Linked DNA regions of Sus scrofa: region 1 is linked to region 2. The links are chromatin contacts, called in public Hi-C maps. All regions are on one chromosome and are shown on one strand. Each heading gives the region's core, a stretch centred on a gene start, on an enhancer-like site or on the middle of the called end of the contact. The rest is flanking DNA. Distances are from core to core; before and after follow the strand shown.

Evidence for each region. Hi-C and Micro-C count contacts between places; a contact is called where the count stands out from the background.
Region 1: a contact with region 2 is called in a Hi-C map of skeletal muscle, with 3 times the contacts expected there. The contact joins the promoter of ALKBH7 here to the promoter of KHSRP in region 2. A contact is called at or near these places in 7 of 47 Hi-C or Micro-C datasets (brain, epiblast stem cells, heart right ventricle and 2 more) and 1 of 2 datasets of contacts at active chromatin or transcription factors (alveolar macrophages).

The regions. Positions count from the first base shown.
Region 1 is chr2:72,701,357-72,706,476 of Sscrofa11.1, reverse strand. ALKBH7 (alpha-ketoglutarate-dependent dioxygenase alkB homolog 7, mitochondrial) reads left to right here and starts at 2,553. Exons shown (of 3, transcript XM_013994719.2): 1 at 2,553-2,983; 2 at 3,890-4,014; 3 at 4,180-4,400. The coding sequence starts at 2,717. The coding sequence ends at 4,342. ACER1 (alkaline ceramidase 1) reads right to left here and starts at 1,874. Exons shown (of 7, transcript XM_021083989.1): 1 at 1,744-1,874. It overlaps PSPN (persephin), which reads right to left. Exons shown (of 1, transcript XM_021083991.1): 1 at 4,503-5,120. The coding sequence ends at 4,637.
Region 2 is chr2:72,655,119-72,659,808 of Sscrofa11.1, reverse strand. It overlaps KHSRP (far upstream element-binding protein 2), which reads right to left and starts at 2,858. Exons shown (of 20, transcript XM_021083987.1): 1 at 2,601-2,858; 2 at 823-919; 3 at 181-219. The coding sequence starts at 2,858. SLC25A41 (solute carrier family 25 member 41) reads right to left here. Exons shown (of 7, transcript XM_021083988.1): 7 at 4,569-4,690. The coding sequence ends at 4,606.

The DNA.
Region 1 (5,120 bases), core at 1,304-3,803, 47 kb before region 2:
CGCCAGATCTTTAATCCACTGAGTGAAGCTGGGATCGAACCCACATTCTCGTGGATACTAGTTGGATTCGCTACCACTGAGCCACGAAGGGAACTCCCGGCCAGGTTTTAAAGGCAGGGCTGACAGGCATAGTATGAGATTTGAGAGAGAAAGTAATCTCCAAAAACTACAAGGCCCAAGGCAGCTAGAAAGATGAGATATTTTTCCCTGATGAAACCAGGAGAGCTAGAAGGAGAGGCAGGATGGGCCAAGAGCAGGGGTTGATGTCTGATGAGCCTCAGACATCCCAGGGGATGGGTAAGTCTGGGGTCAGGGTTGGGAATAAAAATGCAGGAGGCTCTGGCATTTGGCACAGTGATCACTAGTGGCGCTAAATATCAATTCAGTGCTGCAGGGGCCAGAAGCCAGATTGGAGTGGACCCAGAGAGACGGGGTGGGAAAATATCGGAGCTGGACAAATCTTTCGAGGAATTTTGCTGTCGAGGAGAGCAGAAAACATGGGTCTGTCTTTGAAGAGTACTGAGGTCAATGTTTTGTTTTTTTTAAATTCAGAGGACTTTTTAATTTGGCTTCATTCATTGGTTACATTTGGCTGAACTTTGCATTCCACACAACTTAAAATACACACAAAAGCAGAGAAACTAGGATAATGAGTCTCAAGTACCCATTGCACCAAGTCAACAATGACCAGCTCAAGGCTGATTGTGATTCTTCGATCCCCTCCGGCCCCCAGCCCTGGATTGCTTTGAAGCAAATCCCAGCTTTTCATTTCATCTATTTCAGTATGTATTTCTGAAGGATAAGGAATATTTATTTCTCAAAAAACTGAAAACAGAACTACCACAACTACCACATGACCCAGCAATTCCACTCCTGGGTATATACCCACAACAAAAACACTAATTAGAAAAGATACATGCACCCCTATATTCACAGTAGCATTATTTACAACAGCCGAGATATGGAAGCAGTCTAAGTTTCCAGTGTCCATCAACAGACAAATACATAAAGACGTGGTGTATATATAATGGAATACTACTTAGCCGCTAAAAAGAATGAAATTTTGTCATTTTCAGCAACATTGATGGACTTGGAGGGCATTATGCAAAGTGAATTAAGTCAGAGAGACAAATACTGTATGATATCACTTCCATGTGGAATCTAAAATATACAACAAACTAGAGAATAAAACAAAAAAGAAACTGACTTAAAGAGAACAAACTAGTGGTTACCAGTGGGGAGGAGGAGGGGGGTGGGGCAAGACAGGGGAGGGAGAAAAGGGGGTTATTATGGGATTATGTAAAATCATGTGTGTGTGTGTGAAAATTTGGAAATTGTAAAGCACTACAGAATTTAAAGAATCTTTCAGGAGTTCCCAGTCATGGCTCAGTGGAATCTGAGTAGCATCCATGAGGACAAAGGTTCAATCTCTGACCTTGCACAGTGGGTTAAGGATCGACATTGATGAGCTGTGGTGTAAGTCGAAGATACAGCTCAGACCCCACGTTGCTGTGGCTGTGCTTGTGGTGTAGGCCAGCAGCTACAGCTCGAATTCAACCCCTAGTCTGGGAACCTCCATATGCCGCGGGTGCCCCCGCTAAAAAGATAAATAAATAAATAAGCAAACAAACAATAAAGAATCTTTCATTCAAAAAAAGTTAATTGCAAATAAGTAAATAAAAGGAATTTTTAAAATGACAACCACAATACCATTTTCAAGCCTAAAAAAGGAAAAATACTTACCACGGGTGAATATTCAGCCAATGTCCAAATTTCCCCCGTTGTCTATTTTTTAGTTTGTTCCAATCAGAATCAAACTAAGGTCCATACATCACCACTGGTGGATAGATCTCTAAGTGTCCTGTAACTGCAGGTTTCCCGTTAATTTCTCAATCTCTCCCTATTTTTCTTCTCTTTCCTTGAAATTCACTTGTTGGAGAAGCAGGGTCCTTTGTCCTGTGGACTTTCCCACTTTCTGGTTTTTGTTGATTGGGTCCTGTCCTTGATATTTCCAGTGTATGAATCTAGACAAGTGTGATGGGATTCAGGTTCTGCTTTTTGGCAAGTGATCTGCCAGCAGGAGGCACATTAAATCCAGTTCCCCTCTTTTCAAGATGTTAGGAGCTGTTTGGTCTCTGTCTATATCCACCAATAGTCCAATAGGGCTGCAAAATGGTGTCATGCCAATTCTGTCACTGAAGGAAGGGGATTTTTTGTTTATATCCTGCTTTTAAGATGGGAGCCAGCCCGTATGCGGGTGGGAATGACCCAGTAGAGAGGGGGTAACGGGACGTGCTTCGTTTTGACTTTTGGCTGAAACCCCTAACTCCACAAATCTGGCCCCAGCCCATAATCATAGGCTGGAGGTCATTCCCCTGACCCCTACATCTCAGCCCGACTGTACTCTACCCGCATCCTCCAGACCTGGCCGACTTCATAGCCTCGGCCCAATCCTTCTATGACCCCTGACCTCTGACCCCAAGCCAGATCTCGCCTTTGCCCCTTTCCCCCTCCCCGCCTCCGCCCCCTGAAGGACGGACAGCCAGTAGTCTGAGTTACAGCGGTCGATGGCGTCCAATAGGGCAGGAGAGGAGACGGGTTCTGGGGAGAGCCAACAGTTTGGGACGCCCAGCCGAGTAATAACCAGTAGCCTTGAGCGAGAGGCGGGACTCTAAGGGAAACCAATCACTGGAGGGACTCCAAGCAGCCACAGCCAATGGTTCTGGGGCTAGGGCGTGGCCCTGACCCCCCGCCGCTTCCAAGATCCGGCTACGGAACTATGGCAGGGGGCGGGCAGCTGGCGCTGCGAACGCTGTCTGGACACGGTTGGGTGAGGGGCTCGGGTCCGGCTCTCCTTAGCCGCCTGCGGGACGCCGCTGTGGTGCGGCCCGGCTTCCTGAGCGCGGCCGAAGAGGAGACACTGAGCCGCGAGTTGGAACCTGAGCTACGCCGTCGCCGATACGAATACGACCACTGGGACGCGGTGAGGCTGGCGGCGCTGGGGGGCCGGACTGCGGAGCTACGGAGGGGCGGAGCCTGGGGCGTTATGGGTGGGAAGAGTGGAGCGCTGGATGTTCAGGGCTACTGTTGTGGGCGGGACCTGGGGTGGGGGGCGGAGTCTTGAAGCTTGGAGGGGTTTAGGGGCACCTAAACAGTTTTGGAAAATGACAGCAAGGGCCAGAACTAAAGGCAGAACCTGGAACTAGGGGGTGTTTGGAGGACAGAACCAAAGTTAGGGACGGGGACGGGTGTGGAGCGAGATGATGGAAAGTCAGGGGCTGGGGTTGAAGACCAGGGAACTGGTGTTGGGTAGGATCAAACTGTGAATATCGGGGACTGGCCAGCAATGGGGCCGGGATCTGGGACTGAATTGAAGCCTCAGGGTGGATAGAAAGGACTGAGGCCAGCTAGATGGGGCAGGGGTTGGGTTTTGAGACCCAGGATCATCAGGTTGATAGGGTCAAGGTTGTGAATTGAGGGTGGGGTCAAGTGTTCTGCTGGGAAAACCAGCCCTTTGCTTTGTACTTCCACCAGCTTTTTCCTTCCCACCCCCAGCCCCAAACCCATACTTCAGTTTCCCTGTTCTCCCTGGAAGCTTCCAGCCTTGACTTTAGCTCTCTGGGCAGGCCATCCATGGCTTCCGAGAGACTGAGAAGTCACGCTGGTCAGAGGCAAGCAGGGTCATCCTGCAGCGTGTGCAGGCGGCCGCTTTTGGCCCTGGCCAGAGCCTGCTCTCCTCAGTGCACGTGCTGGACCTGGAACCTCGGGGCTACATCAAGCCACACGTAGACAGCATCAAGGTGGGCAGAGACCCGTGCCTTAGAGCTCCCAGCTGGGCGTGAGCCGGCCAAGCCAAAGATTGACTTACCCTCCATGTTCCCTCTTCCAGTTCTGCGGATCCACCATTGCCGGCCTGTCCCTGCTGTCTCCCAGTGTCATGCGGCTGGTGCACACTCAGGAGCCAGGGGAGTGGCTGGAACTCCTGCTGGAGCCAGGCTCCCTCTACATTCTTAGGTACCGGCACCCAAGGAGCCCCCACCCTACCAGTAACTCCTGAGACACCCACCCAGCACTTTTGGTCATTCAGCCCTCACAGCAAACTCCACCCCCTATTGGCAGGCACTCTGCCTGGACTAGGGGCTGCCACCAGCCCACCCACCATACTGTTTTGTCTTGCAGGGACTCGGCCCGTTACGACTTCTCCCATGAGATCCTTCGGGATGAAGAATCCTTTTTTGGAGAGCGTCGGATTCCCCGAGGCCGACGCATCTCAGTGATCTGCCGCTCCCTCCCTGAGGGTATGGGATCAGGGGAGCCCCGGCAGCCACCCCCAGCCTGCTGACCTTCTCGAAGCTTCATAAGACACCTGTGTTTAGTGGATAAAGTTGGAGAATGGACAAGCTGGCCTTCCTGCCTGTTGGTGGGGGGCTGGAGTTGCAGGGGAAGCCCAGGACCCCACCACACCCACCAGGAGCTCCCCCAGCTCAACACATAGTCATGGGGCCAGAGGAGCAGTTTCCTTTATTGTGCCCCTTGCTGGCAGCCCCAGCCCACCTCCCCTTCTCTTCTCAGCATCCAAGTCTCCAATAATAAGCAGAGCTCCTCCAGTGGGTGCAGGGCCCCAGGCCCGGCATCTTTAGTCGCTGCAGGCACAGGCTGCTGCGGAGAGCTGGGGCAGCCGCTGCCAGCGGTGTCGGTCATCGAGGAAGGCCACGTCGGCATAGCGGGTGGGCCGGCAGCAGGGCCCACCATGGGCTCGGCCCTGGCCCCGAAGCCGGGCCAATGTCAGGCCATGCTGGGTGCGGGCACCGCGGGGACAGCTGCCAGCGCAGTAGTGGAAGATGACCATCTCCTCTGAGGTGTAGCCCAAGCCCAGCTCGGCCACGGGCAAGGGCAGGCTCCACAACTGGCATGGGCCAGCCAGGGCTCGGGGCAGGCGGGCGCCTGTGGGGACGAGGAGCAACTGATAGTCAGGGTCTGGGCAAGAAGGAGTTGGGGAGCACACAGGGTTCTGGGGGTGCTTACCCAGCTGTGTCCTCTGGATCCCTCTGTCTGCTGCTGGCTGGGATGAGAGCTCTCCTTCCACCACTGGAGTCCCCCAGGCCCCAGGGTCCCCGCCA
Region 2 (4,690 bases), core at 1,609-4,108:
ACGCATATGCCCTGAGATTCTGCCCCAGTCAAGGCACTCAGAGCCATGGACACCAGGTGATGAACACCAAAAGCTTCCATAAAAGAGGTACTGTCTGCTCAGTACTTCTAGGTCCCCATTTTGCGCTAAAAACCTAAGATCCTGAAGCTGCCCTTTGCCTGTGCCACCCAATGGACTTACAGTCTCCTTGGGAAGCCAATTTCTTGCTTTCTGGTTGGTCTGTGAAAAGAAAAGAGGATGTCAGATGCAGCACCCACCTACCCACCCACAGCTGCCTCAAATCTGATGCTGGTCCCACATGTCCTGGCAAACAATCCTCCCGCCACCCGCCTTGTCCCGTCCCCTCAACCCCAAAGCCAAGACAGCAGAGTAGAAGAGATCAACCCCAGACTTCCTCAATCCCACTACTAGCACCTAGCGGGAAAATGATGGTGGTCCCTGAGCCCTTCCAGCTAAGGACCAAATCTGCCCTGGGGAAGTCAGGCAGATCACTGAGTTGATAATTTTGGCTGCTATGAATAATGTTGCATGCCCCAGGGCCAATAAAACCATATTAACATGGGGCCTCAACAAAACCACCTGCACTTCCCTGGCTTACTTAACAGGCAGGGAGAAACAATCTCAAGAACTTACAATTTAGACCTGGTCAAGTCAATCTGCCCTCCTCTCAGCCACCTGATACCTCAGGATGGCAGCCCAAACAAAAAGAATGAACAAAGCTGGGACCAGGGAGGTTTTAATAGCAGCAGCCCCCCCCCCCAAGCCCCCAACCACATTCAAACAAAGGCACTTCGCTCTCTGCCCCCCCCAGCAGGTAGTTACCTCCATCTTCTAACTGCCTCTTTTGGCCCCCAAAACCAAAATCAGGAGTGCTGTTATTCACTGTTGTAGCAGCATCGCCTCCAATTTTGGCTGCGATCTAGAAATAAAGTTGTAAGCAGAGAAGAATCACCACCTAAGACTACCCTCCATGCTGCAGATCATCCTCTCACTCTCCCCTCTCTGAGTCCTAAGAACCCAATGGGTCTTGCTATCTAGCCTGGGAGTGGCTTTCCCCAGATTTAGGAAACAGCCTGTTGGTTAAAACCTTCTAGAATTTTCATCTAAGGTCTTAGAGTTTAAGAGTTATTTGGGAATTTAAAAACTTCCCTTCTCTATGGTACTTATGCCTAAATCGTTTGTGCCAGACTGTAATCCCCACTGACTTGTTCTAGGGGTGAAAGGAACAGAAGTTCAGGTGCCAGGGAAGGTCCTCAGATCACCTCCTAAGAGAGGGAACTTTCAGAAACTTCCTTCCCTAAGTGCTCACTCCTCTGGGATGCTGAAGAGCACGGTTCTCCTTCATCTTCATCACCCTTAAAATCTTTGCATTTGTTGAACAAATTTTAGGGAGGGTTTTGGTTCAAGTCATCTGAAACCTTCATTTGACCAAAATAAAAGGCCTTTTGGAACACATGTTACATTTTAAACACACAAACAGCAACTTCAAATAAATCCCAACAAATTTAAAACCAGAGTCTGCTGGTGGGATTATTACAAATGTTCCAAAAAAACACAAACCATAAACTGAGGATCTATCTTTTCACCTCTTCATTTTTTTAAAAAAACAATTTGAGCCAAAGCTCTTGGGATGCCCAGATGTGGCCTTATCCCACTCCAACAGACAGCACCAACTCCCCAAGTTATAGCTGCTTCTCAATCAAGACAGTAATGGGGTGGGCAACCAGATCAATTGCACTATTCCACTTCAGAGGTGAAAGACACAGACCACACTGGGAGGGGAACAGGGCGTTCACCTAACGGGACCTCCCACCCTGTCCTGGAGGCAGTGGGACGAACCCTGAGTGAGAAAGCACTCAATGGCCTGAGCCAGGTCTGCTTCCTGAAAGGGCGGCAAAGTGCTGCCTTTCTATGGGCCTCCTCCCCTCAGACTGTGGGGAGGCCGAGAATGGGGCCAGGGAGGTCAGTCCGACAAGCATGTGACCCCCCTGTGTAGTCATCATGCCCCTAAACACAGTGGTGGGACCCTTCCCCTCTTTCCCCAAGACAAACCAAGCTTTCGAGCCACCAGAAGCATCAAAAAGACCAGCTCCTATGCCCACCCTCCCCATTTCATCTAAGTGCTTGGCCACTCTTTGGTAGCCAAAGGGTCCTCCTTCCACTTTCTGGGCTCAAAAGGAAAGACTTTTCCCCCACCAAAGTCCCTCCTTCTCGGGGAGCAGGCAGGGCTCTTTGCCCTCAAGGGAGATGGGGGCAGAGTTAGATCTTCTCCCTGGGAAGACGGACCCTTGCTTCCAGAAGTGGAGCTTGGGGTGGTGGGGGGAAGTCCACTAAGTGAGTCCCCGCGCTCCCGAGCCCCTGCACACCCAGGGGCCGCTCTGGGTGACCCCCCGGACGACCCTTCCTCCTGCAGGGGGTCAACCTGAGGGGGGGGCACTCCAGACGTCGGGGGAGGCCCAGGCCCCCACCTACCGCCCCACGTGACCTCGCGGCGGCCCCGGCCCCCCCCTCGCCTCGCGACCCCGCGCGCGCGCGCACGTGACCCCGCCCCCTCCCCCGCCCGCCCGCGCGCGCGCCCCTCAGGCCCGCGGCCTCCTCACCTGGCGGGCCCGCTGCACCGCGTCGGCGAAGGCGTCCTTGCGGATCCCCGGGCCGCCCCCGCCAGGCGGCTGCGAGGGGCCCCCGGCCGACCCCCCGCCCGGGCCGCCGCCTCCAGGGCCGCCGCCACCCCGGTCCCCCGCGCCCGGCGGGCCCGGCGGAGGGCCTCCCCCGGCGCCCCCGGCTCCTCCGGATCCCCCGCCCCCGCCGGCAGGTGGCGGCGGCCCGGGCGGGGGTCCTCCCGTGCTGTAGTCCGACATGGCGCGGCGGGGCCGGGCCTGGCGCGGAGGCTGAAGCTGAGGAGGAGGCGGCGGCAGCGGCGGCTCAACGCGGGAACAAGGCCTCGCTCCACACGGCCGCGGAGCACTCTGGGAACCCAGCGGCTGGGAAGACGACGAGGAGGGAGAGGGACGCCCCTCCCGACGCCGGCTTGATGGACGGTGCCGCAGGGCCAATGGGAGGTGGCCGCCGCTCCCAGGACCCCAATCGCAGGCTCTGGAGGCTAGCGGCCAATCGGAGTTCCGCGAGAGGCAGTGGGCGGGAGGCGCCGCGAGATCGACAGCTCTCGGAGGCAATGGGCTGCGGGTTGCCGGCACTGGGCGGGCAAATCGAAGCGATCCGAGAAGGCTGGAGGCCCAATGAAGCGGGAGTTCCAGAATCGCGGGGCGGCTTCAGAACCGGATTGACGGCTCCGAAGAGTCAAGTGGACAGGAAGGAGGGGCCTGGCGAAAGGGTTCTTTTGAACGGGCTGGGCAGGAGCCGGGTGAGATAGTCAGGTACGCAAGCCAATAAGTACACAGGAAAGGCGGTTCTTGTAGAGATTGGCAGTCATCCTAACCCAGTCTCTGACGGGTTCTGTGTGATGGGCTTGCATTTAGGGAGGATTACTTTCCCTGTTAACCAGAATCCTTTTCTAGTCGTGTCTTCTAAGCCAATCGCTGAGCGCCGGGGGCGGGTGTAAGGTGACTGACTCTGTTCGGGACAAACGGTAATGAAGGAAATAAAGGTGCCTGGTTTTGGTGGGAGCCAGTGGAAGCGCAGCTGCATTGGGGCGGAGCTGGCCACCAAGCGGCGGGAGGGGATTAGCCAGAGCCGAAGTGAATGGCAGCCAACGTGGGCACTGGCGATCGGCTGGCGGAATTCAGGCCTGTCGTCTGGGTTAGCGCCCTAGGAGCCTAGCTGGGGAGGCCAGGCACGTGGCCTGCTTGAGGCCTCGGTGACGGGTGCCTCAGGGGGTGGGGTGGCCCGAGAGCAAGAGGAAATCCGTTGATGCTCTGTACCTACCTCCTTCTCCTCTCTCCACCCGGGGATCTTAGAGCTTCCACTTCTCTTTCAGGACTCGGAACCAGCTCCCCTCCTGAACTCAAGGGTCGAGGGCCTTTGGTTCCCTCCCAGGACCCAGGGATCCTAGATTCTAACTCCATACTCCACAGTCGCTTCACATAAGGTCCTTGGATATGAACTCCAGGCTCTGATCCCAGGCCCCTCAGTTTCTCTCCTGGACCCAAGGCATCGTCGGGGCTTCAGTTCCCATTCAGAACGGAGGGGCCCATAATACCTGCCCCTCCTCCAAATCCCAGGGGTCCCATATGTCCAGCTCCTCTCTTGGGCCCAGATATTGGAAGCACCCAGCTTCCTCTTAGACTCAGGGTATTCCAGGTCCGCAGGTTACACCATGGAGCCAGGTATCCAGGTCCCCAGCTGCCCTCCTGGACCCAGGTATCCCAGACACGAACAGCAGAAACCATCTCTTTATTCCTGGTTGTCTCTACATTCACCCTTTTGCCTTGGAAGCAGAACAAGTAACAACCAGACAAAGTGGACTCCAGATTAGTCCCAGGCTGCACCCTGGGGAGGAGGCCCCAGGAATCTTCTGACCCAGGCCCCGAGCCTACTTCTGACAAAAAATGCCCTGAGTCCCAAGCCTGGAGGAAGGACTCTTTGGAGCCAGGGGACACTGGATCCTCCTGTCCATTTCTGCCCAGGGCATGTTGCCTAGCTCACTGCTTACACATCCAGGGTCTTCTTCATGGCTTCATATACCACGTAGCTGATACCACCTGCTGGCAACACCTTCAGCAATGTGGGGGTC